Linked DNA regions of Sus scrofa: region 2 is linked to region 1. A link is a contact called in public Hi-C data. All regions are on one chromosome and are shown on one strand. The core of a region is the stretch at or near the end of the contact, and the rest is flanking DNA. Distances in the headings are between cores, read along the strand shown.

What was found. A called contact is a pair of places that touch in the nucleus more often than the background predicts.
Region 2: a contact with region 1 is called in a Hi-C map of liver, with 1.6 times the contacts expected there. The contact joins the enhancer-like site here to the promoter of ZNRF1 in region 1. A contact is called at or near these places in 3 of 5 promoter capture datasets (fetal liver, liver and skeletal muscle), 17 of 47 Hi-C or Micro-C datasets (alveolar macrophages, blood, embryonic fibroblasts and 7 more) and 2 of 2 datasets of contacts at active chromatin or transcription factors (alveolar macrophages and skeletal muscle).

What each region holds. Positions count from the first base shown.
Region 1 is chr6:12,666,726-12,673,267 of Sscrofa11.1, forward strand. It overlaps ZNRF1 (a long non-coding RNA gene), which reads right to left and starts at 2,082. Exons shown (of 5, transcript XR_002344499.1): 1 at 1,004-2,082.
Region 2 is chr6:12,602,017-12,608,968 of Sscrofa11.1, forward strand. All of the region lies in intron 1 of ZNRF1 (a long non-coding RNA gene), which reads right to left. It also overlaps the pseudogene LOC100736686. Among named protein-coding and RNA genes, the nearest start is that of ZFP1, 56 kb to the left of the region's middle. Within about 2 kb of position 4,190, at least 26 of the 83 cell types and tissues checked have an H3K27ac peak or open chromatin away from gene starts, as enhancers often do. A contact at or near this core is called in alveolar macrophages, fetal liver, liver and 4 more, where this site is marked.

The sequences.
Region 1 (6,542 bases), core at 832-3,331:
GCCCCACACCCCTTCCGACCAATTTTTCAGAAGCCTAACCTGGCTTTTCAGATTAGCTAAGCAGACAGACCTGTTTTCCTCCAGAAGCTCCTGCCACTGCCTTTTCTGCCCTGCTAGTTAGAGCCTGGGAAAATCTCCTCCAGCTTTTAGCTGACCAGTCACCAGAAGTTCAAAAAATAAATTCATCCAGGTTCTCTGAATCCTTCTTTCCCCTGACATGTGTCAACAGCCGGGCAATAAAATACCACCTCTTGGTTACAGAAAGATGCAGAATACCTGGAAGGCCTAGCACTTAGCACGGAGGGGAAGAAAAAAGATGGAGGGATGCAAGAGTCATTAAGACAAGCCTACTGCACGCATCGCAGGTAACGAGAGCCCTGGTCCCGCAAAGCCTGTGAGGGAGGCTCCCTTGGCTGGGCCCTCCACCCGGCAGGCCACACCTGTCTAATGCCAACAGCCTGGTGGCCACTCAGTTTTAAAGAATTCAAACAGATTTCCAGCAGGGTGGCAACACTGGGCACCCCCTCCCTTCTCCAAGCAAAATCAAGAGTCCTAATCCAAACATCACTTGGCCCCAATTTTCTTTCTTTTCGCACTCTTTGTCTGGGAGACATCGCTTGGTCAAGTTGGACCCCTCTCTCTGTTCCAGGTAAGGCAAGCACAATGCAGCAGGAAAAGAAAGGAAGCACCCAGGCCGACTTGCTATAAAGCCAGACCAGACCTCTCTGAGGCTGAGGATGCCAATGAATGGGACTTGAATAAGCATCCACAAGTGAACCAACGCCTGAAGTCCTAATACGCCCAGCTCCGCAGCCTCTCAGGAAGCCTCTTTTCTATAGGGTAGGGATCCCATTCATCCCTTGGCTTCGGGAATCAAAGGGAAGACAGATTCAGGTCGCGCACTCCACCTCCAAATCCCCGCACGCGCGCGAAGGTGTGGGGCGCCCCGGCGCGCCCTCCCTTGAACTCCACCCTCCGAGGCCTCCACCACCCGCAGACTCACCACTGTGCGAGCTGAACCACCTGGGTGCGATGTGCAGAGGTAGAGCATCCGCCAGCGAGGCTCGGGAGCCCAGGTACAGCATCCCGTCTCTATGGTGACCGCCGCCCGTCTCCTGGTAACCATTGCCGTGGGCATAGGTGGAGTCGGACGCCGACCCTCCGCCGCCGGGCGCCCTCTCCGAGTCGCCGGTGCCCCGGGAGGCGGGGGTGTAGAGGCCAAAGGGCACCCCCCCGGCCGTGCTGGGGTCCATGCCCATGCCCGCCACCGAGCTGACCGAGCGGCTGCGCAGCCCCATGGCCCCGCCGCCTGCCCGGTAGTGCCCAAAGTGGGGCGCCCCTCCCGGCGGGGGCACGGCGCTGTCATCGGTGGAGACCCCAGGGAAGGGGCCCCGAGAACGAGCCGCCGTGCTCTGCTTGCCCCCCATGCTCGCCCGGGCCCCGGTGGGGCGGGAACCTGGAGGCCGAGACCCTCCCCCACTTCTCAGCAACCGGGGGAGGGTTGGGCGAGCATAAAGGGGGAGGGAGTCAAAAAGGAGACTGGGAGGTGGAAAAGGACAAAAAAAAAGAAAAAGAGAAAAGAAAACCCGCGGGGCGGAAGAGGCAGGCGGGCGGGGATCCCAAACTAAGAATTTAAACCGATCCAAGCCAAACGCATGTTTCCCCTCAAGGTCCAAAGAGGCGCAGTCCGCCGCGGGCTCGGCGCGCCACAGGCCGCCCCCGGGTTCCCGAAAGCCGGGGGAGCCGCAGGGAAGGAGGGAGGGAGGCGGCGGGCGAGCAGGCGGGCGGGCGCAGGGAGGCGCCGGAGGAGGCCGCCCGCCCGAAAGCAGGAGGCGGAGGAGGGCTGGGGGCGCCGGGCGCGTCCCCCGCCTCAGGACGCCGCGACCATGGACGGCGGCCCGGACCCCTCCAGGCCTCGGGAGGGCCGCGGCGCTGGGAGGCCAGACAGAGCTCGGGAAGCGGTGATAGCGTCGCGTCGCGCCCGCTCCAGCAGCCGCCGCCTTCCCGGCGAGCCGCGCCGCCCTGCTTGGTCCGGGACTGCGCTCTCCGGCGCTCCTCGCCGCCGTGGAGACAATGGAGGGCGGCAGAGCGCAGGCGCGGCCCGCGCCCCCTCCCCCCTCCCCCTCCCGCCGGGTTAACCCTTTCCCCGCCCCTGCGGCGCAAGGCCGCGGGCGCCCGAGAAGTCCCACCCACCCAATCCGCCCTGACCTGAGGGGCCTGAGCCATGGGGCGTCGGGACCAAAAGCTAGGCGTCTTTTCAAAGCAAGCACTCTTTAAGCCCCCGAAAGTAGCCGCTTACTGGGAAAGGAGGGAACCTACCTGGGGGGCGAGGGGCGGCCATGGTTCCAGGGGTGGGAAGGAAACCCAAGGAAGAAAAAAAATTACTCGAGACGCCTACCTGGCTCTGAGGGTCAGCGGTCAAGCTCCCCACCCGGCGCAAATTTGCCCCCACAGCACCCTCTGGTGGACATGCTATGCGTTCTATCTGAGGTTCCTCATCCAAGAACCCCTAAAAATCAGGAAACTTAGGAGTTCCCGCTGTGGCGCAGTGGTTAACGAATCCGACTAAGAACTATGAGGTTGCGGCTTCGATTCCTGGCCTTGCTCAGTGGGTTAGGGATCTGGCATTGCCGTGAGCTGTGGTGTAGGTCGCAGACGCGGCTCGGATCCTGTATTGCTGTGGTTCTGCGTAGGCCGGTGGCTACAGCTCCGATTTCACCCCTAGTCTGGCAATCTCCATGTGCCGCGGGAGCGGCCCTAGAGAAGGCAAAAAAAAAAAAAAAAAAAAAAAAAAAAAAAATCAGGAAACTTAGCATTTGGGGAATTCTTAGTTGTTGGGGGTAAATGGAGCACCGGGGCCCTTGTGACTCCAGTTTTTGCTGACAGTAGATCAGAACTTTCTATTTTGTCCTTAATCAAATGGATAGATTCCTTAGCTAAAATGTGATTCTGATGATCATTAGATGTATGATAAAAAGTGAAAAGATATGGACATGAGATGGAATAATACAGCTAGAACTAGTGATTTTAGAAACACTCTAGTTCACGGTGGGACCCCTGTTTTGTTCACCATTTATCTTGGCATGCACCACAGGGTCTATCACAGAGCCGGTACTCAATAAAGATTTGCTGACCAAGTCTGAATTTTGCAATCTCTCTTATTCTCACTAACATTCATTCATTCATTCATTCAGCACCTTTTCTTTTCTTTTCTTTTTTGGCCACGGGTGGCGTGTGGAGTTCCTGGACCAGGGATTGAATCTGAGCCAGAGTTGCAATCTATGCCACAGCTACAGTAATGTTGGATCCTTAACCCATTGCTGGGGGCAGGGGCTTGAATCCACACACCCCACACACATAGCTGCAAAGCCGCCAGTGCAGCCATGGATCCTGTTTGCGCTACAGGGAAAGCTCAGTATCTATCAAATGCTGAGTGCTGGCTATGAGCATCATTTAGTTCCTGGCCTGACTTCCTTGCTCTAAATGTCCCCCAGATATTTCCCAATCAAGGAGTCAAAACAAGGGAGTTCCCTTTGTGCCTCAGCAGGTTACGAATCTGACTAGGAACCATGAGGATGCCGGTTGGATCACTGGCCTCACTCAGTGGGTTAAGGATCTGGCTTTGCTGTGATCTGTGATGTAGGTCACAGACTCAGCTTGGATCCCACGTTGCTGTGGCTTATGGCATAGGCCGGCAGCTGCAGCTCTGATTTGACCCCTAGCCTGGGCACTTCCATATGTCACATGTGCAGTCCAGAAAAGAAAAAAAAAAAAAAAAGAGTCGAAACAAGGTGTAAAGAAATATTGAAAGAAAACCAGTAAAAGAAAGGTTGGTCTTGAGGTTCCCATTTGGTTCAGTGGTTAACAAACCTGACTAGCATCCATGAGGATGCGGGTTTGATCCCTGGCCTCACCCAGTGGGTTAAGGATCCAGCGTCGTGTTGAGCTCAGGTGTAGGTTGCAGACGTGACTTGGATCCCGTGTTGCTGTGGCGTAGGCCGACAGCTGTAGCTCTGATTAGACCCCTAGCCTGGGAAACTATGTGCTGCAGGTGCGGCCCTAAAAAGACAAAAGCCAAAAAAAAAAAAAAAAAAGAAAGAAAGAAAGGTTGGTCCATCATAGGTATTAATTGCCCCCGTAGGACCAGCTTGGAAAGAAACAGGAAGGAGGGAGTTCCCGTCGTGGCGCAGTGGTTAATGAATCCGATTAGGAACCATAAGGTTTCAGGTTCGGTCCCTGGCCTTGCTCAGTGGGTTAACGATCCAGCGTTGCCGTGAGCTGTGGTGTAGGTCACAGACGTGGCTTGGATCCTGCGTTGCTGTGACTCTGGCGTAGGCCGGGGGCTACAGCTCCGATTCGACCCCTAGCCTGGGAACCTCCATATGCCGCGGGAGCGGCCCAAACAAAATAGCAAAAAGACAAAAAAAAAAGAAACAGGAAGGAGGAGAGAGGCTTTTTTCAAGCAGGGAGTGCTTGGAGGTGAGCAAAAAGCCCTGTAGAACAAAGTTGAGATTTCTGAATGAGAAATAACATAGGAAAAAGATGTTTTAATACCCAGGAATTTATCTGTGGGTGCCTATATGGGGAACTTGTGTACACCTAAGATCCAAATGAGTCATCAGAAGAAAAACAAGAAAGTTTAAGTTTAACCCAACTTCCTCCCTGAAGAAAGAAAATGGAGGGAGTTCTCGCCATGGCTCAGCAGAAACGCATCTGACTAGTATCCATGAGGTTGCAGGTTCCAACCCTGGCCTTGCTTAGTGGGTTAAGGATCTGGCATTACCGTGAGCTATGGTGTAGATCACAGACGTGGCTCAGATCTGGCATTGCTGTGGCTATGGCATAGGCCAGTAGCTGCAGCTCTGATTCAACCCCTATCCTGGGACCCTCCATATGCCGTGGGTGTGGCCCTAAAAGGACAAAAAAAAAAAAAGAAGAGGGAAAGTTCAGAACTGTGCAGAAGAGGTTACTAGATCCATTGACAGATCTCTATTGGGGAGACAAATACACAATCAATAAATATTGTAACCAATATTGTAACTAACTAGCTTTTGATTTATTATTCATTCAACACTTTTTAAAAAATATTGAATTCTGGAGTTCCCATCATGGTGCAGTGGTTAACGAATCTGACTAGGAACCATGAAGTTGCAGGTTCGATCCCTGGCCTTGCTCAGTGGATTAAGGATCCGGCGTTGCCGTGGGCTGTGGTGTAGGTCGCAGCCGCAGCTCGGATCCTGTGTTGCTGTGGCTCTGGCGTAGGCTGAGATTTGACCCCTAGCCTGGGAACCTCCATATGCAGAAACGGCAAAAAAAAAAAAAGACAAAAAAAAAAAATTGAATTCTGGAGTTCCCTTGTGGCACAGCAGGTTCAGTATTCACCAATATCACTGCAGTAGCTTGGAAGACTGCTAAGGTATGGGTTCAATCCCTGACCCAGGAACTTCCACTTGCCACGGGCATGGCCAAAAAAAAATTTTTTTTAATGTTGAACAAAGCATGAATTTCTTTTTTTTTTTTTTTCAGTCTTTTTAGGGCGCCCCTGCAGCATATGGAGGTTCCCAGGCTAGAAGTCAAATCAGAGCTACAGCCACCAGCCTGTGCCAGAGCCACAGCAACACAGGATCCGAGCCATGTCTGCGACCTACACCACAGCTCACGGCAATGCCAGATCCTTAACCCACTGAGCAAGGCCAGGCATTGAACCCGCAACCTCGTGTTTCCTAGTCGCATTCATTTCAACTGTGCCACTATGGAACTCCAAAATATGAATTTTTAATAAGTGCCAGACACTACACTAGGTTCTGGGATACAATCATGAGATATATGGAGTCTTGTTCTCACAGGGCTTTAGAAGAAACACTAACCTAAAGGTTAGTCAACTGATGAATGGATAAAGTAAACGTGGTACATCCATACAAAGGACTATTATTCAGCCACAAATAGAATAAAGTGCTGATATATGCTGCAACGTGAATGAACCTTGAAAACACTCAGTAAAAGAAGCCAATCACAAAAGACCATATATGGTCTGATTCCACTTATAAGAATTGTCCAGAATAGGCAAATCCATTCAGACAGAAAGAAAGCCTGGGAGGAGGGGAGAAGGGAGAATGATCGCTAATGGGTTTCTTTTTGGAGTGATGAAAAATGTACTGGAATTAGATGATGGTGTTGGCTGTACAAACTTGTAAATATACATATAAACACACAAACCACTGAATTACACACAGAAAAGGGTGAATTTTATGGTATGTGAATTACAGTGCAATAACACATATAAGTATGAACCAGGCAGTGACAATTCAGTGGAGCAGATAAACCCAGAACAGTGCCTGGCACATAGGTGACACAATGTCCATGAAATGAATGAATGATTGAGGGCTATGAGTGTGCAAGACTATGGGGCTGATGAAGGGAGACTTGCACAAACACAATGATTCCAAGGCAAGACCTAGAAGGTGAGTAGATCGGCCAGGGACCTTGGCATTGGGAGAGGGATTAGCTGTGTTTTAGGCAGAGAAAAATGTTCCATGTAACGG
Region 2 (6,952 bases), core at 2,940-5,439, 63 kb before region 1:
AGGAATCCATGTTTGAACAAAAACCCTAAGCTGGCCAACTCCACCCCCCCTCTAGTCCCGCATGGGGGGGGGGGGCAGACACACTCGGGGAGGGAGCAGCCAACCTGTCCCCCACCTTCATACTGAGGACAAAGCAGTGACTCTTTGTGCCTCTATGAGTATCCTCCCCTCATCTGGATTCTGGTAGGAACAGGTCCTTCCCTAATCAGCTACGCTGAATAGCAGGGGACAAGCCACTTTGTGTGGCTGTCAGAGAGATGAAGGCTTGTGATCTCCCAAGCATGGTGCCTGCATTCATTTATTAATCCAAACACTTTCAAGAATACATCAAGATCTTTGGGGTGAAATTCAAAATATACCAATGAAATGCCACCATATATTTTCCTATTCAAGACAAATGGTGAACCCAGCAGGGTGGGGTGCGGTGGGAAGGGAATCCGAGAAGGGGGATAAGGTGAAAGTAAAAGCAGGTGCAGCCTGGCTGTCAATGCCCACCCCCATCTAGGCTGGAATCTACCCCAGGCCTCCAGGAATGTGAACACCCCTCACCATCACCCCCACCCAGGTCCGAGGCTCCTTCCCCACCTCCCTGAAGGCACTCCTTGTCTATCTTCCAGCTCCCATGCCCAGGCTGCGGCCTGTGTGGTGCAAAAGGCTCTAAGCAGGGAGCTGAAACATGCGCCTTCTCATCAAGGGTCTATGTTTGACATGGACTAAATCTTGACATTTCTGAGTCTCTACTTTTTCACCTGTAAAGCAAGGTGACTGGGTTATGCCTCTAAGAGTCCTTCTGGTTCTAAGGCTTACAGATTCAACGTTAGCAATGATTTCATTTCAGGAAGGACCTTGGGTTCACCTGTCCCTGAGGAACAATGTACTATTCCCAGGTGAACTAAGGGAGACGAGCACCTCCAGGCCTCACATATTGTAAAGGTTCTGAAGTATTTTCAGAATTGATACCCCTGTTTAAAAAGGGGGAGGGGGGGTTCCTGTCGTGGCGCAGTGGTTAACGAATCCGACTAGGAACCATGAGGTTGCGGGTTCGGTCCCTGCCCTTGCTCAGTGGGTTAATGATCCGGCGTTGCCGTGAGCTGTGGTGTAGGCTGCAGACACGGTTCGGATCCCGCGTTGCTGTGGCTTTGGCGTAGGCCGGCAGCTACAGCTCTAATTAGACCCCTAGCCTGGGAACCTCCATATGCCACGGGAGCGGCCCAAGAAATAGCAAAAAAAGACAAAAATAAAATAAAATAAAATAAAATAAAAAAGGGGAGGGGGGTTCTATTAGAAAAGGCAAGGAGATACTTGCTAGTCACATGCTGACTGTTCTACTTCAGAAGACTCCTCCTCCTCTGACACCTCTCCATGAACCACCATGCAGCATCTTTCCCCCAAACTCCCCTCATGAGGCCTCCATCACCCACAATGACCTAAAGGAGAGACACTCACAAAGAACTTAGGCACATGCAGCCAAAGCTGCTATGAAAAGGTAAAGACGTATGCCGTAGGTATACTCCCTTTTACTTAGCTCTTTTAAATGATGCTTTCTGATAAATAATTCATCTCACTTCAGCAACTGTCAACTTTAGCAAAAGGTCAAAGCACTGACCTTGAGCTGCTGCAGGTGGGAACTTCAGCTTCCTTCAGAGAAGCCTAGAAAGGAGCAGGATTTCTCTCGTGATTAAGAAACGTACTTTCTGAAGAGACACGGGGTGCCTGCCTCTGATAACGCCAACCCCCCAAGTGATTCCTAATGGAACAACTACAAGGCATTTGTTACCTTCGTCTGAGATGCTCTTAAACAAATAAGGTTCTGAGCATGTTATTATAAATGAGATATAACAGGTCTGTCAAAGGAGGTTCTTTAAACTGTCTCGATTCTTTTGAAGTCACTGAACAGACATTTGCTTAGATCTTTCTAAGGAGTGTAACAGCGAGAACACTGATATTTTGTCAAGTCAAAACTATAACCTAATTTTATGTTTCTTTCACAGATTCACTTGGGGGAAATACAACATAAACCAGTGTCTTCCACTGTCTCAGCAGCCAGGCTCTTCGGAAGGGGAGCCTCCCCGAGGTAATACTACCCTTAGGCCAATTTTCATCAAAAGGCCTCGGCCAGGTGAGAAGCTGTGACAAAGCTGATTCCTTAAAGGCAACACTTTATTTTTTATTTTTTATTTTTTTTGTCTTTTTGCTATTTCTTTGGGCCGCTCCCGCGGCATATGGAGGTTCCCAGGCTAGGGGTCTAATCGGAGCTATAGCCACTGGCCTACGCCAGAGCCACAGCAACGCAGGATCCAAGCCGCGTCTGCAACCTACACCACAGCTCACGGCAACACCGGATCGTTAACCCACTGAGCAAGGGCAGGGACCGAACCCGCAACCTCATGGTTCCTAGTCGGATTCGTTAACCACTGCGCCACGACGGGAACTCCTAAAGGCAATACTTTAAACCAAGCTGGCGGAGGGATGATTAATTCTCCTAAGAAAGCTGGTGGAGTGGCGGTTAAACTCAGGTCCAGGAATCAACGGTGAAGTCCCACACTCTTCATGGCCTCTTCCCCAGTCTGACTGAGCCGTCACAAAGCCTGTGGGGTCCACGGCGCAGCTGCAGGTCTGAATTCATCAGGAGCCTTGAGGGGAGGTCACCCTGGGGCAACCTCATTGAGATCGTCTTGCCTCACTTTCTCAGCCTCCCCCTCACATAGTTAAAGACATTCCAGCAGCCGCACAGTATAGAGCAGAAATGAAGAGATGACCTCAGAAGTCTTGCCCGCAAACAAGGGTGCAGCCGGGACTAAAATCCAGGTGTCTGGACTCCTAAACTCTCCTGTGACGCTGGTGTGCGAGGGTGGAGTTCACGGTCCCGGTGCTCAAGGGCACAGAGAGAATTGAGTCATATAACCCTGCCCAAACACTCTACGCTGCTGGACTTGGTAAATGCAAAGAAGGGATGGGAGAAATAGAAGGCGGAGGGGAGGAGGCAGGAACAGGAAAGAACAGAAGCAGTACGACTTCCAAGGGGCAGATGAAAAAGAAACACAGCCCTGAAGGAGACAGGGTAGCAGTCAAATCTATCGGTGTTAAGATCTTTAGCCCATTTTAAAACTGATTTATGTGGATCTGGCTCAGTGGTTATCGAACCCGACTAGTAACCATGAGGTTGCGGGTTCGATTCTCTGGCCTTGCTCAGTGGGTTAAGGATCTGGCATTGCCATGAGCTGTAGTATAGGTTGCAAACACGGCTCAGATCTGGTGTAGCTATGGCTGTGGCATAGGCTGGCAGCTACAGCTCCGATTCAACCCCTAGCCTGGGAACCTCCATATGCTGCGGGAGCGACCCTCAAAAAAAGACAAAAGAAAAAAAAAAAAAAAAAAACTGATTTACGCAATTTCCAACCATTACGGGGACAATAAAAAAACTCAAAACTTCTGGCTCCAAATACTTTCTGTTCACATTAAGAACTGGGAAGATCAAGGGTACCAGAATGGCCGAGTGGCTAAGGCATTGGACTTAAGAACTGGGAAGATCAAATAAGACCTAAGAACAAACTTCAAGAACCCAGAGTCTTTTGATGGCAGAAAGGCTGGTTTCTAGGTGATCCAAGCCATTTCACCACAAACAAAAATAAAAAGACCAGTTTTCTCTGATACCCTCACAGTGTCAGAGATTTATTATGCTTCATCTTGATTTACTGTGCTGTTCTTTTTCAAATCCTACAGGTATGTGATGCCAAGCCTGCAACAGGAAAGGTAACCACCAAGTGTCTATAATGAGTCTTGGTGTCTAAAAAACGGTCCCAAGAGTGGGCTCTTCCTATGGCAGCAGGTCTGGGACATTTTGAGGGCTTCCTCTCCCAAAGGCTCATGCAAATGCTCACACAGCTGGAGATCAAGGCCTATATCTGCTCATTTACATCCAAACATGAAAAGCCTAGTGGGCAGCACCCCTGGGATGCTTTAGCTCGGAACCAGATCAAGGGTAAACCTCAATGCAGGTGTGCAGAAAATGTGGTACAACTTCTGGGTGAAGAGACTTGATTTATTTAAAGGAAAAAAGGTGAGTTCTCTGGGGCCCAGTGGACTATGGATCTGGAGCTGTCACTGCTCTGGCTTGAGTCACCACTGTGGTACGGGGTTTGATCCCCTGCCAGGGAACTTCCTTATGCTGCAGGCAAGGCCCGTTTAAAAAAAAAAAGGAGTAAAAAGTAAAAAAGGGAAGGGAACAATCTTCCTGGATTCCACCAGCCACAGCTGCACACAGAACGAGCATAAATAGTACTAGCTACTGCCATCTGACCACTTACCAAGCTACCAAACTCAATCCAAACGCTCGTGCCCAAAGCAGTGGTGTGAGATTTGCTGCCTGCTTGGGCTCAAGTGCAACAGGCAGGGTTGGGACCCCCACTTCCCAGCAGGGCTCCAACTGCCCTTCAAGTTACCCCCGTCTTGAACCATGTCTCTCACTCTTTTGTGAGGTCTTGGCCACTTTCCTTCCTCTTGTTTCCGCTGCCTGTGGTGGGGCTGGGCCAGCAAGTATGGGGAAATAATCCTTGGACTTAACTGTTACTGTGGAGTTATTCTCAGAGTGTCCTTTGCCACAATGCTACTGAAAGCCAAAAAAGGAAAAAGCTGTACACCACTGATGAGGACAGCCCACCTAAGAGGACAGCCCTAGGCTATCGTCAGATCTACAAACCCCTACAGAGAAAGAAAAGGCAAGCAGGGTCAAGCAGCAGGGGCAGAACAGAGGTTCTCCTCTCTCGGTCCCCACATCTGCTGAGGGGTTTACAACAGCGCTGGTCCCTACCCCTCCACACACAGCTAGAGGCTAAGACAGTAGATCCCAAGGCAGTCAGGCAGAACCAGATACTTTGCAAAGCGCCTGCAGGGGACCAACCCAAGGCCAATGGTGACAAATCCCTTGCGGATGAAGTTTTCACTTTCTCCTGTAAAGGTATTTTCCATTCTGCTTCCTAAGACTTTTGACTTTGGAACTAGAACTAGAAGGTTCAAAGGTGATGGAGACCCAGAGGAAGCACAGGCAAGACCAGCATCTGGTCATCCTGTTGCCCAGAGCCAACCAAGCTCCCACCCAGCTAAAGGAAGGCACTCTAGCCTCAAGACTGAGGGGTCTGTCTTCCTCTAGCCCCTCTCAATCCAGGACCAAATTAAGTCATTTTAAAAAATCTCCAGGTATTGATCTAACCTGGTGATTCTCGCTGAGCAAACAGTACAACAAAACTCTGTCGCCATCTATATTTGTACTGGAACAAGCCCACAACATTCTGTTTAGATCAGAAACCCACCTGGCACGAAAACACACAAAACGAGCACATGAGTTACATGGGAGTCAAAGGAGGGGGGGAAGGAGGAGGAGGCTGGCAGGGTGGAGACTTTCAAAGCAGCCCTGGAGCCACTGGGCTCTGAATGAAGGAAAACCCAGGAGATTCTGAACAAATCTGAAAGAAAATACAGAGGCGGACTCCGTAAGGAGAAATGTCACCATCACAAGCACCCTAAACCTTGAGTTCCAGCAACTCGGGTTCCTGAACGGGAGGATGCCATGGGACTGAAGGAAAGCACTGGGCCAGGCGAGTTTTCCTGAGAAAACGGGCAAGTTTAAAACAAAAGCCAGGGTCTAAGGGGTGGAGCCCAGCGGCATTCCCTCCCTACCCACCCCCCCGCCACAGCCGAGGCCACAGGCACCAGCCCTGCAAGGACCCAGACATTCACCGGGGTGCCATTCCAAGAACCGCACACACGCCTGCCCGCCTGCCGGGAAGTTCATCTCTGAACAAATCAGGACGTCAACTGTCTCGGCGATGCAGATGCAGTAAACCAGGAGTGCCGCTGACTCATTCTCACTTTGGTTAACTACAAAAATGACGGATGGCTGTCTGTGCCCTGCAGTCCCGTGGCCTTATTCTTCTGGTAATAAAATGGCTACAGCTGGAGAGCTCTGGGTTTTGGAGTTGCTTCTCCAGGAGGATTCCCAAGGTGGATGGTTGAACTCAGTGGTATTAAGTCTCCTCCAGGAGTTCCCACTGTGCCACAGAACCTGACTGCAGGGGCGCAGTTTACAGCTGCGGCTCAGATTCGATCCCTGGCCCAGGACCTTCCATGTGCCACGGGTGTAGGCTCTCGCATGAGCCTAGTACTCGGTGATCTCTCCGCCCACACACTGCTTGTGCGCTTCAGCACTTTCACCTCTTGGTACAAGCATACAGTCCCATTCTGGCTAAAGAGGAACCAAGACAGGTAAACCCCAACATCAGGTACACTTTCACACCTGCTCTGTTCATGACCACTAGAACCTACTAGCAGTACGTCACCGAAAATGATGGAACTGTCAGCCCAAGACCGTATTTCAGGGCCTCTGGCCAGAGCCACCAGTGGATCTGTGAACTAACATTACCGCCACTGGGACCTATGGAAGGAGACAGATCCTGTCACGGTCAACGTCTGCAAGCCCTGACCTCTAAAGAGGAAGATTCCAATTCACCCTTTTGGATCCTCTTACTTCAAACAGATATTAAAAAAAAAAAAAAGACTTCTGAAGTGAAATGAGGAGGCGGACCTATAGCATTAACCATCAGCTGTTACTACCTAAACGGCTGCAGCCCTTAGAATTTTCCAAAACAGCAAATAGTCCTGATTACATATAAATATAACCTGCCATGCAGCAAAGAGCTGGACCTCAATTCTGAGCAGCTTAGGGATGGCTCTGGGCCACTGGCTAGCAAATGTCTTTACTGAGGAAATACTACTTGTTTCCCCCAAGAGACACTGTCCCGGTCCTTCGAGAATGTGCCGGTTAGAGACAAGGCTGACTCCCTAGGCAAGCTCATTTCTGTTGGAAAGGCAACCAGACACCCCTCCCCACAGACTCTGTGTTTACACTATTTTTTGTCTGTGAAATTGAGGTCCTTTGTCTCTGTGCTCGCCTGAC